2 separate regions of the Rattus norvegicus genome follow, and region 2 is linked to region 1. Evidence: chromatin contacts called from public Hi-C data. All regions are on one chromosome and are shown on one strand. The core of a region is the stretch at or near the end of the contact, and the rest is flanking DNA. Distances in the headings are between cores, read along the strand shown.

The links. A called contact is a pair of places that touch in the nucleus more often than the background predicts.
Region 2: a contact with region 1 is called in a Hi-C map of Schwann cells, with 1.5 times the contacts expected there. The contact joins the enhancer-like site here to the promoter of Fam120a in region 1. A contact is called at or near these places in 2 of 12 Hi-C or Micro-C datasets (Schwann cells and liver) and 1 of 1 datasets of contacts at active chromatin or transcription factors (oligodendrocytes).

Annotation. Positions count from the first base shown.
Region 1 is chr17:15,888,438-15,892,667 of GRCr8, reverse strand. Fam120a (family with sequence similarity 120 member A) reads right to left here and starts at 2,057. Exons shown (of 18, transcript NM_001191816.3): 1 at 1,548-2,057. The coding sequence starts at 2,021.
Region 2 is chr17:15,935,564-15,939,793 of GRCr8, reverse strand. It overlaps Fam120a (family with sequence similarity 120 member A), which reads right to left. Exons shown (of 18, transcript NM_001191816.3): 6 at 1,799-1,896; 7 at 1,327-1,610. Among named protein-coding and RNA genes, the nearest start is that of Fam120a, 47 kb to the right of the region's middle. Within about 2 kb of position 1,838, at least 6 of the 93 cell types and tissues checked have an H3K27ac peak or open chromatin away from gene starts, as enhancers often do. A contact at or near this core is called in Schwann cells, where this site is marked.

The DNA.
Region 1 (4,230 bases), core at 808-3,307:
TGGGACTTCCGCAATCATTTTAGGCTTAACTACCACCATCTCACTACTGCCAGCAGGGATGATCAGGAAGAGGGAGGCATGCTGAAAGTTTTAACTCAAGCTCAGTTTCCAAAGAAAGGGCAAGCTGGAAGACAGTGTGGCAAGTCTTAAAAACTGAAGCAGCCTCACCCTGTACCCCGCACCCAAATAAGTGGTTTTTGGTTTTGTTTTGTTTTTTTTTAAACCATGAAAATGCAAGCTACCAAAGCTGAGGATCAGTTAGGTGCTCAGCTTTCAGTCAACCTCGGGCCCTTAAGTTCTCTGGCCCAATTTTGGCTGCAGAACCATCTGCCAACGGGACAGCAGAGGGCTGACAATGTGGAGCTCTCCTTCCCCACCAATCAGGGCTGCTGAAGGTCACTGAACACTTCCTGTGCAGCAGGAAAACAGCTCTCACAAGCCCCTGCCTATGCCAAACGACCCCCAAATTCTTCCCGGTTCTGAACTACTACCTTCACAGTAGACATGCAGACCGGAGCCACTTTAAAAGTCACAGAACTGACAAGAGCCCATCTCAGCAAGTTTACAGTAGTACCTTGAAATCTAAAGCCAAAATGTTACCGTAGACAATTTCTCCAAACACTACACTTTTAAAGGTAGAGGAGCAGGGTACCTGCCTTCAGAACTAAGAGGCCAGCACCGGTCTGTACGCAAGGTTCCTCCTCTCCCACAGCTTTGGAGGCTGTTTCAGCTTCCTGTGCCTAAGGCCCAGGCAATCTACTCCCGTTTATTCTACAGACTTCCCAGATAAACCTGTTGCTGGGAAAGGGCGGGTTAACTTTGACAGATGGGTATACACTTAAGGCTAAGGCCAGTGGGTAGCCTGCCTGCCTCCAAGAGGAGGGGAAAGACGGAGGATGTGGGAGATGACACCACCAATCCCACTTGGGGTGAGGGTCTGTCCACCAACCTCGAGTGTCCCATGAACAAATCTATGAGCCCACAGCAGGCCAGAGTAGGGAGGAATGGTGTGGACAGACTTCAACCACACCAGGCCTAAAGGCCTCGGACATCCATCTTGCTCCAGGCCCCCTCTGCCGAGCTTGCAGCAAGCCTGAGCATGGTGACACGCTGTGTCTCAAGAGGGGCCCTGAGGGACACTGAGGCCTGCTCCGAGGCCTTCCACGGGCAGGAGCACCCAAGTCTCACTGTGGGTCAGGCTGGGCTTCCCGGAACTAGTTCAGTGCTGACACCGGCCCAAGAGACGTCCCCAAGTCTAACCCAAACCCAAGCCCAAAAAGACCCTAGGCCAAGCCCCGAACCCTGGCCGAAGGAACCTCGGACTTAACTCCAATCGCTACCCAAGCAATTTCAGGCCCAGCCCAAACACAAGCACTAAGAGGCCTGGAGCCCAACTGTAACTCCTGTCCAAGTGACCCCAGACCCAACTCTGACCCAAACCCGAAGGGAACCATAGTCCAAAGGGCACCAGGCCCGACCCTGACTCAGGCCCAAAGAGACCCCAGACCCAGCCCTAAGAGACCCCAGCCAACCGGCTCCAGCCGCACCTTGACGTGGAAGCGGATGAGCGCCAGGCGGATGCAGTGGGCCATGCAGACCGGAGGCAGGAACCAGACCTTGGGCGGTGGCGTGCCCTTGTTCTGGACATGGCTGACGATCTGCTGCGCTGTCTGGCGCTCGTTACCCTGCCGCTTGACCCACTCGTGCAGCCGGGCCTTCTCGAGCGCGCCGTTGAAGAAGACGAAGAGCTCGATGTTGCCTCCGAAGCAGGCCTTGGCCAGAGCCGCCAGGTAGCCGAGCATGTGGTTCCACTGGCCGCCGCTCACCCAGTCGGTGTAGAAGCCACCGTACAGGCGATGCAGGCAGTTGTCGGCATCCACCAGCAGGCGAAGCGGGGTCTGCGGGGGCCGCTGCCGCCCGCCGCCCACCAGGCTGCCCCGGGCCAGCTTCTGCAGCTCCACCGGCACCACGGCGCTCGGACAGTGCTTCTCGATGTAGTCCTGGAAGCCCTGCACGCCCATGGCGGCGGCGAGGCGGGCGCGCGCGGGCGGCGGGGCCGGCGGCGGCGGGGCGGGGGGCGGCGGGGCCGTGGCGCGGCCGGCGGGCGCGGGCAGCCTCAGGGCGGGCTGGGGCTGGCCGGGGGCGCGCTCACGGCCGCCGCGGCCGCCATGTGCTGCCGCCTCCCAGGGCCATGTCTGGGGAGGGACCTGCGCCGCCGCCGCGCTGCGAGGCCGAGGCCGAAGCTGGGCCGGGCGGGGCGGCGCTGACGTCGGGCCCGCCCGCGCGGACGCGGGAGGCGGAAGAGGCGGCGCCGGGCCGCGGCCGGGCTCCCGGGGCGGCGGCGGGGCGGAGAAGGCGGAGCGCTGCTTGGCTTGTCGGGCCCTTAGGGGGCCGCAGCCGGGCGGGCTCGGGGAGGTGCCTGGGCCCGTGCAGGCCGCGCCCCGAGGCCGCGGGCCTCCGAGGCCGGCTCCGCCCCGCGCAGGGCTGCGGGCCCAGGAGGCGTGGCCGGCAGCTTGCGCCCCTCCTCCGCCGCGTGTGTCCCGCGGCGGGGCGGGGAAGCCAGGAGCCTGGGAGCGCGAGCGGCTGAGGAAGAGGAGGAGGAAGAGGAGGAGAAGGACGGCAGCGACAAGATGGCGTCGCTCCCGGGGCAGGACTTTCAGGGCCTCGCGTCGGAACCCCGCTGAGGAGAGTCCGAGAGAGCCGCAAGCCTCCCCGCGGTGCGCCGCCCTCCGGAGACGAGCGGACGTGGACTGCCTCAGGGACTCCTAAGAAGGCCACTGGGGCTGCGAGAGTCCCGCCAAACCCAGGTGCGGACAGTAGGTATGCTGAGCCAGGACCAAACGTCCTGAACGAGAAGTCGCCCGAAGGGGACCTGGACCTGTGGCTCAATTGGCACAGTGCTTGTCTGGCATCTTCCGGGCCCAGGGTTCGATTCCTACGTGTTGCGCAGGCTGTAAGCCCAGCATTCTGGAAGCGGAGGCTAGAGGATCAGAAGTTCAAGGTCATCTCATCCAATTGGAAGCCAGCCTGGGCAAGACACCTTATCGACCAAAAATAAATAAATAAATAAATAAATAAATAAATAAATAAATAAAGTTTAAAGGAGCGGTTTTTTCCCTTACCTCCAATTTTTCATCTGTTCTTTTTCTGGACAAGCCACTGCTGGAGCGGGGTGCACTAGACACAGGAGTGACCCGTTCGTCTCACAGCGCTACTGATCACCAAATTCATGCAGACTCAAAGTCCCCATCAGAGTTTTCGAGAAGGGGCAAACTGAATTCCATAGTTTCTTTTTTCTTTCCCTTAAAGAATACTTTTTATTCTTTGATAGTTTCATGCGTGTATACCATGTACCGTGATCATAACACCCCATTCTTCCAACAGTCTCAAACACAGGCCCATGTGATGTAGACAAATGAAATGCTCTTAGTGCCTTGATGGATTTTCTTTAATTTTTTTTTTTTTACAACCTGGTAAGTTATGCCTCTTATGTATAAAATTATTGATGAGGCCAGGGTTACATGTCATTTAGAAATTAGGGTTGCACTTTAAAGCCTCGCTAAATAATACTGTCCCCCAAATAATCACTTTTTTTAAAATTCACCGCTAGTATACAAGATTGAGCATGAGTTTTGTCCCTTGTATTTTATTAACAAGATTACATTCCATATATATTTCATTCACTTGTTTAGGTTTGGGTTTATTTTTGTTGTGATTTCTTGTTTGCTGGTCTGCTTGGGCCAGCCTTTTGCCATGCGGACTCCCCATCCTGCTTTCTATTTCTCTTAAACATTCCTGCTTTTGTTTTTAAAAAGGAGAGAGGAGAGGAATCTTTTGTGCTAGCATCCATGATTTTGGAACTAAACAGAGTTTTCATCGTAAGACTGTGGGATGTTAAGATTCCAGAAGTGGACCAAGTACAGTCCATCTAAAAAAAAAAAATCGCTCTCTGTAAGAGAGCCTTGGCTTTCTTTGACCTCCCAGGTTGTTATACAAATGCTAGTAATGCCAGCTTTCGTAGTCACTCCCTTCACTGTGAGGTATAGACTGCTTTAGAATTTTCATAACTTTAAAATTCATTTTCACAATAAAAAGCCCTCAAAATTTAATCATGCTTACTTTCCCTGCTTAATTGTGTACACACTTCAAAGGTATTAGTGATTGAGAAAACGTTTGGCTAACAACACCATAAAGAAAATTCAGGAGTTGAAAGAGATATTTAAATTTTCT
Region 2 (4,230 bases), core at 589-3,088, 47 kb before region 1:
GTTCACAGGAACCTCAGGAGACAGAGACAGGGAGAGTTCTGGGAACCCAGGAGCAGCCAGGCAGAGTCTTTAATACAGCAATGAGCTGAAGGCACTCTTACCCTAACCTGAGAATGGCACTCTCAATGCCCACCCTCCACACTCGGCAGTCACCACCCACCTGTCCAAGGACTAGCCTGGACAAGACCTGGTTTCTGGAGCCCTATCTCTGCAAGGCTCAGAGACTACAGCTTCCTTCTTCTGCCTTCTGCCAGTACATACTCCTTGTACAGATACCTACGTCTTCAGACCCAGTGCAGTGTCTCAGAACCCAAAAGCTTCTTAGACTACCTGCCAGTTGCCTTCACATGTGAGGAGAATCACGGGGTGCTTGTTTAAAATGATCATTTCTGGCATGGCAATCCAGAAACTTTAATTCAAAAGATCATAAACGTATCAACCTGCTAAATAATTCCTTTAAACGTACAAATACTGGATAATAATTCTTTGCTTCCATTGGACTGTGCACACACAGGCAGTGAATATTTATCAATTTTATATTTCTCTGCTCCAGACGAGATGTGCAGACTCAGTGAACACTGACCCGGGTGAACACGCATCAGCTCCCATTTTGTAGTAGATACACCAGGGGAAACTTGCAGGAACGCTGAGCACTGCCTCTCACACCTCTCACATCTGAGTGCAAAGGCAAGCGCAGCGCCCACCAGCCTTGCTGGGCAGTCTCACAGCAGTAGCCTGCCCTAGTTATCTGTCCCATTAGCAGTGCTTAAATTGGCAAAAGGACACTGGACTCACAGGAAAGACAATTAATTCTTTCCCTTTTCCCAAACAGAATACCTTAGGGGACAAGGGAGATACACTAAGATTTCTGCAATCCAATTTGAATCAGCTGTCCATTTGTGACTTCTGATGCTCTCTAGGAAGAAGTCTCATCTGAATCCAGGCAGCATTCTACACTCTGGCCAGGCAAACAGTGCTGTTTCAAGAATGTCCCTTTAACTAGCTGCTGAGTCTGGATGAAGGGAAGGTTTGGGCTCTCTTCTCCAGGAAACCCAAAGGTTCAGGGTGTCAGGGGAGTTGATGTACCTGATGGGCCGGTGGCACCGCAGAGCAACCCTCATATTTGAGCCACAACATAAATAAGTTACTTTCCAACTTGCCCAGATTCCTGGGATCTCCAGCTTTGGGGCTAAAACAGCAAGACCTAGGTCAAACAGCACGACCTAGGTCAAACAGCACCTACCTGTGGTAGACAACTTTGGGCTGCAGAATGAAGGAAGCCCTCAGTTCGCAGCACCAGAGCACTCTGTGATCTTGAATACTCACTTGGTTGCCCCTCCACTGCCCTCATCGTTGTCTGATGAGGACGAGGTAGACGAGCCAGGGAAGTAGGCGGAATCCACGTGATTGGGGCTGCCGCTCTGGGCCAGGTTGATGGGCGAGGAGCGCTCATACAGCGGTGTGTGCTTCCCCTCGTGAGGAATGTTGCTGTAGCTGTTCTGCTCTGTCAGGTTCTTCCCGCTAGAGTCCAGGGCGAGGGCAGGCTCAGGGAGGCTGTATGGGTATGGAGCCTGGCCTGGGGTGCCCCCTGGGCTGGGCACCTGTGGGACCTGAAATGCAGAACACAAATCAGTGTATAGGGCTGGTGGGGCCTGAGGCAAGGCTGAATTAGTTTTGTCCTCTTCAGTCATTTCTAATCTGACAAACTGGTATCTATCCTTTCTATCAACACAAGAATTTAAAAAAACAATGCATGTCCAAGGCTCACAGGACTAACTTGACTCAGAGGATACCTTACCGCGGGCTTTGCTTGCAGAGAAGTCTGTGGAATGTTGAGCATCTGAGGGGGAACATATGGTGGCACCATCCCAGGCATTCCAAATGGATTTGGTCGGGCTGTTTTATCAATACAGGAAGAAAATAATAAGACAAGTATGAAGAGAATGCCATATCCCCAGGATACCCCCGAGTTAGCCCAGGGCCCATATACCTTGCCCCCTTCAGCTGCCCCTCTTCCCAGAAACCTTTAGAAATTCAAATTTAACATGTGGCTCCAGAGGTCATAGTTTCCTTATCTTGTTATAAAAGTGAAAAATAAAACCAGGCAGAGCTCTGAAACTTAGCTCTCTTAAGATCAGAGGGCTTTTCTAGCCTCTGCTCTAAACAGCACTGGGCAATGAAGGCACACATGACCACCTCTTCCTCAGCCAAGTACGTACCCTTCCCAGAGTTCCTCACTCTGCCTCTCTGAAAGCAAAGTTCCAAGACCAAACTGTGGGGATGATTCTTAAACAATACAAGTTACAGTCAAACCAGGACTATAAATGAGAACACTAGCCCCCTCACTGGCCTAACCTGGTGGACACAGGGTTTCCTGAGAGCTACCGTGCAGCCCAAAAAGGCTGAAAGAGAAGCACAGATCACGGCTCACTTTCTCCAGTTCCATCAGGATCCAGGAGCCTCACAAGCTACCAACTCTCTAGAATTCTCCTCTCCAGACTGCAGCTCTTAGCTCTGAAATGCCACAGCAGGACTCTGACCCTGGCTCTCACTCACTAGAGAGTCTAGCACAGCATCCCACTTTGTACTGAACAAGAAAACTGCTGTCCAACAGCAGGGAAGAGTGAACTCGGCACGAGCACGCATGGGGCACATTTACACGTGCGGACACACCAAACACGCATGCATCTGTGCACAAGTGACAAGCCTACCAGCTCCCCTCCAAGTGTGAAGCCAGAGCCACTACACCTGTTAAAGAGACTCTATGGTAATTCAGAGTCACAGCTAGGAGAAGGGACAAAATATGCTATAAAATCCAGCAGTGCTCAAACATTATCATTGGAATCACTGTACAAAGTCTGGTTAATTTATGGTAGCTGACCTTTTCTATTTAACTTTCTGTTTGTTTTGTTTTGTTTTGTTTTAAAGACAGGGTTTCTCTGTGTAGCAGCCCTGGATGTCCTGGAACTCACTTGGTAGACCAGACTGGCCTCAAATTCCAAGGCCTCTGCCTTCCTAGTGCTCAGATTAAAGTTGTGAACCCCAACCCCCACTAACTTCTGAATAATGAGAGCATGGCCTGGATGTGTTGGTTACAGTTGTCACTTTCAGGAGATGGTCACTTGGGCCATGCTACTTTTGAATATAACAACTAAAACCTCCCTAAAAAGCACAAACTTTCCTTTGAACAAACAAAACAGATTAACACAAAAACCAAAGACTCTCTTCAAACTGTATTTCTATTATTTTGTGTGTACAGTCAGATGTCACATGACTGCAGGCCAGAAGAAAAGCAGCAGATCCCCTGGAGCTGCCGGACAGGGGTGCTGGGAACCTGTCACTTCTTTAACCTCTGAAACACTGCTCCAACCCTGCCAGAGCCAACATTTTTACAGCATTTTCTAAAAAGCACATTGTAGTCAATGGCTTCCTGTATCTCCAAGAGCAAGCTACTGTTCCCTCATCTGTCAACCCTGTGGTAACTGAATGAAGTCTTCTACATCTTCCTAAGAAATGACTGACCCTGAGGACCTGTTGTGGGAGCTCACAGGCCTCCCTTTAAATTGGTTGTTCTGTTCCATGACCAGTGCAGTAGCTGAAAAGAACCACGGTCCCCCTTCTCTACCACAAGAGTGTCTCAGAAGAGACACAGGGCCCAGTGTAGAGGCAACACTGCCACTCTCCTATGTCCTTTTTACCAACACATACTAGAGCAGCCTTTATTAGCAAAGTGGGAAGAACAGAGAAAAAGAATGCAAGAAGAATGCTCAATTAATAAAGTATTTTTATAGCTTAAAAAAAAAGTGCTGGGGCTGGGGATTTAGCTCAGTGGTAGAGCGCTTGCCTAGCAACCGCAAGGCCCTGGGTTCGGTCCCCAGCTCCGAAAAAAAGAACCAAAAAAAAAAAAAAAAAAAAAAAGTGCTAAGCATTACAGACTTCTTCAGGAACGCACAGAAAAGCAACAAATACAGGTGCCTTTGAGCTGCATTCCCTGACTTTTCTCCCCCAAGACCCCAAAGCACAGTTCTATGACGCACCCCAGTGACTCACAACCCTCGTAGAGTTGCCTAGCCTTTGCTCTATATTAAATTAAGATTCCTGTTTAAAGAAATGGTATTAAACTAAAAGCACTTCCAACTAACTGTAAACATCACAGCAAAGCCCTCCCTCCCATCCTGCCCTGAAGGGCTATTCTGTTAACTTAGAGATATTAACCACAAAATAGTTATA